Regions from separate parts of the Sus scrofa genome. Here region 1 is linked to region 2. The links are chromatin contacts, called in public HiChIP or PLAC-seq maps. All regions are on one chromosome and are shown on one strand. The core of a region is the stretch at or near the end of the contact, and the rest is flanking DNA. Distances in the headings are between cores, read along the strand shown. Region 1 holds the start of SIPA1 (signal-induced proliferation-associated protein 1). Region 2 holds the start of SART1 (U4/U6.U5 tri-snRNP-associated protein 1).

What was found. HiChIP or PLAC-seq counts read pairs in DNA pulled down with a chosen protein or histone mark.
Region 1: an H3K27ac HiChIP or PLAC-seq map of alveolar macrophages shows a contact between it and region 2. The contact joins the promoter of SIPA1 here to the promoter of SART1 in region 2. A contact is called at or near these places in 1 of 5 promoter capture datasets (fetal liver) and 1 of 2 datasets of contacts at active chromatin or transcription factors (alveolar macrophages).

What each region holds. Positions count from the first base shown.
Region 1 is chr2:6,616,943-6,620,104 of Sscrofa11.1, reverse strand. It overlaps SIPA1 (signal-induced proliferation-associated protein 1), which reads left to right and starts at 1,549. Exons shown (of 16, transcript XM_021082850.1): 1 at 1,549-1,654. PCNX3 (pecanex-like protein 3) reads left to right here. Exons shown (of 34, transcript XM_021082830.1): 34 at 1-892. The coding sequence ends at 449.
Region 2 is chr2:6,371,969-6,375,032 of Sscrofa11.1, reverse strand. SART1 (U4/U6.U5 tri-snRNP-associated protein 1) reads left to right here and starts at 1,691. Exons shown (of 20, transcript XM_003122517.6): 1 at 1,691-2,100. The coding sequence starts at 1,788. TSGA10IP (testis-specific protein 10-interacting protein) reads left to right here. Exons shown (of 9, transcript XM_021083386.1): 9 at 254-416. The coding sequence ends at 377.

The DNA.
Region 1 (3,162 bases), core at 300-2,799, 250 kb before region 2:
CGTCCCCTGCTTCGCCTGCCCCCACTGAGGGTCCCAGGCCCTCAAGGCCCCCTGGCCCTGGTCTCCTTAGTTCTGAGGGTCCCAGCGGGAAGTGGAGCCTGGGGGGTCGGAAAGGGCTAGGGGGATCCGAGGGGGAGCCAGCCTCAGGGAGCCCTAAAGGAAGCACCCCCAAATCTCAGGTAAGGTTCTTATGGGAGGGTCAGGTCCCGGGCAGCTCAGGTCTGCTCTCCCACCAACCTCTCTCTCCTCCCCAGGCGCCCCTAGACCTCAGCCTCAGCCCGGATATCAACACCGACGCCTCGCCCTCCAGAGCCGCACAGGACTTTCCTTGCCTGGATGGCAGTGCTGCTGAGAGTGGCACGCCCACGGGGGCCCTGGGCGACTGGCCTGCGCCTGCTGAGGAGCAGGAGAGCCCAGCTGCCCAGCCCCTGCTGGAGCATCAGTACTGAGTGGCCCGGTTCCCGCTGGGTCCTCGCCCTGGATTCAGTAACTTGGACCCCTGGCCTTTGGGTCTCTCTACTGGACCACAGAACTGAGTGGCTTTGACTCCCACATGTGAACCCTGACCTCTGGCTGCCTTAGCCAGAGCACCAGAACTGAGTAGCCCAGACTTCTGACCTTGACCCCTGATCTCTCATCCCTAATCCAGGGCCTGGGCTCCCAAAGGCAGGCAGCCTCCCAGCCAGGCCCAAGAGCCAAACCCATGGGCTGGTCCCCCTTCAAGCCCATGGCCAGGACTGCCTTGGCTTGCACTGCCTGCAGGGGTAGCCCCCTGACCTGGACTTGGGGCTGATATGTGGGAAGGGAAGGTTTCTTTTTTTTTTTTTTTTCTTTCTTTTTTTTTTTCGTGCTTCGGAGACACCAGAATTAATAACACTATTTTTGATTTTGGTTGGCAGTTTCTTCTATCTGGGGACGTTTGGGTGGAGGGGAGAAGAGCTGGCTAGGTCAGGGTAGATGAGCACAGAAGAGGGCATGAGGGATGTGGGTCTGGGTTATGACAGGGTCAAGGTTAGACCAAGGTGAGGTGAGGTTCAAGTAGGACGGGATCCTTTCCCTCAGGAGCCTGTTCCCTTTTCAAGCCTTGATCTGAAGTTTGCATTCCATGTCTCAGCATGAAACGTCCAAAGAGTTGCAGTTCCTACGCTTACCAGCCTTGACCCTGGCCAGAGCCTTTCTCTGAACCTCAGTTTCTTCAGTATAACATAGTTGACCCCTGGGTTCTAAGGGTACACGAGCGCGCGTGTGCAGAGCAGGACCCGGTGCTCGTGAGTAGTGGCGCCTGCTGAGCCCTTGCTGTGTGTCAGGCAGGAGCTGAACCCTTCGGTGTCCTCGCCCCAAGTCGGTTAGGGAGGCAGGTACACTTGTTCCGGTTTCTCAGCCGAGGGCTGAGGTCGGACAGTTCGCTGGGCTGGGCCTGTCTCAGGGCAGGCGCTCAAACCCCGCGCGGGGCTGACCACGGCCAAGCCTGCAGTCCCCGCCCGCCCCGCTGCGCTTCCCGCCGCGGCCGGCGCGGGCCCGCCCCGCCCCTCCGGGCCGGCCCCGCCCCCGGCATAGCCCCGCCCCCAGGCGGAGCCGGCGCCCGGAGCGGTAGCGGGAGAGCAGGCAGCGGGACCCCAGCGCGGGAGGAGGCGGCCGGGCGGGAGCCCCAGAGGTACCGGCGGGAGCGGGGGTGCGGAGGCACGGTGGTCGGGCCAGACAGGGAAGGAAGTGGCCTGGTGTGGACCCAGGTGGAGGGTGGGTGGGGGTCCTCTCCTCGTTCGCTGTTGCACCCTCCCAATCTCCCGCTGGGCTCCAGTCCCAAGTCAGCAAGTCCAGTCCCCTGCCTCTGACCAGCGCCCCACCCCCACCCTCTTGCCCGATGGCCCCGGCCCCCACCGGCGTGCGTGCGGGTGAGTGGATGCGAAGGTTCCCGACTCCCTCTCAGCGGCGCTGGCGACTGCCCTGCTGCCTGCCGACTGTGTGCCGGGTTCCCCCTATCCTGGGGCTCCCCTTCTGCCTGGGCGGCCTCCTACCCAGCCTTTGCACATTGCCCCCCAACCGCGGGCCTGGCCTGGGAGGAAACATCTGTCGCGGCCCCTGGCAGCACAAGTGGGGTCATGACCTCCAGATGTGCTGGGAAGCGTCCAGCGCCTCCTCCTGGGGCAGCCAGGCCTTCCGGATCTGTGGGAGCCGGCCGGCCCCCTCCTCCCAGTGACACAGGCCGCGAGGAATGTCCCGGCCTCAATGGACCCTGTGTGAAGCTGCCGGGTGGGGGGCAGAGCCCAAGAACACCCCCTAAGGCAGGGCCAGAGCCTGGCACTGTGCCAGAACAAGAGGCAGCCCACAGGCCATGCCCGCACAGCTACACAGAGCTCAGCCCACCCGGAGTGGGGCCCTGCCCAGACCCCCCTCGCACATGTCCTCTCTCGCCCCTATCACACACACTTCACCCACACCACAGTCCAGGCCCAGGAGCTGGGCACTTGGAGCCAGGGCCTGCCTCTGCCACCTCACACTAACACATGGCCAGCTGCGCTCGATTCACCTTCCTTTCAGTCTCCCAGCAGTGCTGGGGGGCAGCAGGAATGGTTAACCCCGTTTTAGAGATGAGAGAACAGAACTTTAGGGTTAGCGTCAGGACCTTGTCCAGGAGAAACCAAGGGAGGAGACACTCAGCTTCGGAGGCTTTGTCCCTGCTTGGTTCTGGAGCTTTAGCCGAGGGATGCCTGGGGCCTCTGCCTCCGCCCCCTCCTAGCCCAGCCCCACACAGTCACTGGGTGATGCACAAAGACCCGCCAGCAGGTGCCTGCACCCCTAGTGGGTTACCCACACATCTCCTGCCCCAGCGCCATCCTGGGTTCACCTGGGGGTGGCTTTCCCTCACGTTCTCACACCGCCCTTTGCACCTACCACTGGGCTTGACACATTTCCGCACTTCACAGGTCCCTGGGGCCTTGGGTGTCTCATTCTTACATCCTGTGAGACCTTGAGCCTTGGCCCAACCCCCCACCTGCCCCCCACCCACACATACAGGGATAGGAGTGGGGAGGTACAGCCCTGTTTAGGCCCTGGAAATTGACAGACCCAGGTTCAAATTCTGGCTCTGATGTGAAAGCGTTTCAGGCAAGAGCATCATCCCCTTATCTGGACCTCAGCTGGACCATCATGTGGGGTTCAGAC
Region 2 (3,064 bases), core at 442-2,941:
CACCGCACACCAAGTTCCCACCCTGGGCTGGGGCCTGGCCAGTCACTCCACATACGCGTATGCTTTCCAACAACTAGGTGCACAGCAGGGGTTTTGAGGCTTGAGGAGGGGTAATCACTTCTCAGGGTCACACAGTACAGGAGCCCCGACATCAGTGATGATGGCCTCACCCATCCAACAGCCCATGTCTTCTTGGGCACAGGGACAGAGAGCTGTAGAGCCCAGTGGCCTCTTGGTGTCTTTTGTCTTTAAGGAGCCACAGGTCAGTGGGGGCAAGAATGCAGGACTCTTCTCAGAGCCCCACGAAGACAGGATCCACCGGCAGCCAGCCTGATAAGCACTCTAACTCAAGCTCAGACCAGGAGTCTGGTGTCTAAGATTAAAATTAAAAATAAAATTAAATGCTTTGTGGAAAATAGTGTGAGATTTCTGGTGGTGGGAAGGGGCTGCGTGTTGGGAGCTGGCGGTGGCAGGTGGGTTTGCAGCAGGCTTTCCCCACATCCCAGAGGAACTCTGGCTGTTCTGGCTGCCCCCTCCCTGTGCACAGCTCTGCCTCTGCTCCTGAGGTGTGAGCATGGCATCTCCAAGAGCAACAGCGGCAACTTGCCCTAGAAATGCTGGGTCCTAGAAAGTCAAGAGTGAATAGGACAGAATGGCTTCTGCCTTTGGGAACTCCCAGTTCTGGGGGGGAGGAAAGCGGAACTTTAAAGGGGAGCATAATCACAGACAGATGGGCCTCCAGATGGGGCAACTGGGAGGTGAGGGGTGTCAGGAGGGATGGAGAGATTGTGTGAACAGAGTTTTTGTTGTTGTTGTTTATTTGGCTGTGCCTGTGGCATGCGAGAGTTCCTGGGTCAGGAATTGAACCCAAGCCACAGGAGTGACCCAAGTCGCTCCAGTGACAGTCCCGGATCTTTAGATCTTTAACTCGCTGCGCCATAGGAGAATTCCTGTGTAAACTGAGATTTTAGCTTCAAGCAACTTCAAGTTAGAGCTCCTCTCAAGAGGGAAAAAAAAAAAGCAGCAGCAGCTCCCGCGAGCGCGCTCTCTCTCTCTCTCTCTCACACACACACACACACACACACACACACACACACACACACACACACACCCCGATGTGCTAAATTTTGCGTTCGATTTCAGGGGTTCACAGGCATGCAAAGGCCCATCTCGAGCTCCGTAGCAGTCAAAGCGCACGTTAAAAAAACCCAATTCAGGGACCGTGGGAAGGCAGCGTTTGCAGACAATATTAGTTGTGGGGGCTGGGAGGAGGCTGGGTTGTGGAGCTGAGGGTCTCAGGAGCAGAACGTGCTCCGTCCTCCTACACCTGATCGGCCACGACCCCAGGGAGTCTACTAGGAGGACTTCTGCTGGAGCGGCGGGCGCTGCAGTGAGCATCCCGTGGCTGAGGGTGTGCAAGCGGAGGGAAGCCAGGGAGGCCATGCTGGCTTAGATGGGCCCTAGGTCCTTCAAATTCTGGGATACGGTCTTCCCCGGACTCGAACGCGCCCCTCAAGCTTGAGCGCACGCGCAATCCGACCACTATGTCAAAGACCGCCGCTCGGCCAGTGCCGGCCGCGAATGCGCAGTCGGGCCCGATCCCAGCCTTCCCATGAGCCTTTGGGGCAGCTCCGAGGCAAAGGACGGAAGCAGCCGCTCTTGGTTTCCGGCAACGCGACGGCGCAGCCGGGCCCGACCCGGAAGTGTTCCCATTTTGCGCCGTCGGGGCTCGGCGGCGGCGGTGGCGGCGGCGGCGGCGGCGGCGGGGCTCGGGTGGACCTACCACCATGGGGTCGTCAAAGAAGCACCGCGGGGAGAAGGAGGCGGCCGGGACTACGGCAGGAGCGAGCACCGGGAGCGCCACCGAGCAGCCGCCTCGGCACCGGGAGCACAAAAAACACAAGCACCGGAGCAGCGGCGGCGGCAGCAGCGGTGGCGAACGACGAAAGCGGAGCCGGGAGCGTGGGAGCGAGCGCGGGAGCGGGCGGCGCGGGGCCGAAGCGGAGGCCCGCAGCAGCACGCACGGGCGGGAGCGTAGCCAGACAGAGCCCTCCGAGCGCCGCGTGAAGCGGGAGAAGCGAGATGAAGGCTACGAGGCCGGTGAGGGGCGGGGCCTGGGCAGGGGGCGGGGCGATGGGGAGGGTCTCAGGGTGGAGGGCCTCGGGGATGGAAGCCAAGCCCACAGGCCCAGCCATCCCCAGGCCCGTCGTCAGCGCATTTGGAAGGGTCTTGTTTTGATTATTTGGGATTAAGGGTTGGCTTTCTCTGCTAAACTCCGTGAAGGTGGAGATTTTCTCTGTTTTCCTTAACTGACACATCACAGGCACTCGCTAAATGTGTCGAGTGAACGCATGGAGTGGTACCATCGTGTGTAGAGGCAGGAGGACACCTGGTATTGGGCAGGTTATGTAGAGCTCATAGCAGAGACATGAGGCAGGGGTCCGAACACAGAGGCTCCTGCAAGCCTGTTAAGATAATTGAATTTTGTTGGCGTTCCCGTCCTGGCGCAGCGGAAACGAATCCGACTAGGAACCATGAGGTTGTGGGTTCGACCCCTGGCCTGGCTCAGTGGGTTAAGGATCCTGCACTGTCTTGAGCTGTGGTGTAGGTCACAGGTGCAACTCGGATCTGGCGTGGCTGTGGCGGTGGTGTAGGCCGGCAGCTGTAGCTCCAATTCGACCCTTAGCCTGGGAACCTCCATATGCCAGGGTGTGGCCCTGAGAAAACAAAAAACAAAAAATTTTGAACTTTGTTTCAAAAGTAATAGGGAGCCATGAATTCGAGCTGGGGAGCGAGTTAGTCGTATTCACGTTATCACAGAGAACACTGTGTTGAGAACTGGGTAAAGAGCAGTCAAGACCCATAGAGGAGGTAAGGACTGGCCATGGCTGGCACCAGGGCAGCAGCAGCGGGATGGAGAGTCGTTGACCCATTGGAGAGGTGTTTTGGAGGAGGAGGTGACAGAGCTTAAGCACTTGGATGACAGTGGGAAGGAGAAGAAGGAATTGAGGATGGTCCTTGGATTTTGGCTGGTGTGACCAGGTGGGTGGTAGTGTTGTCGACG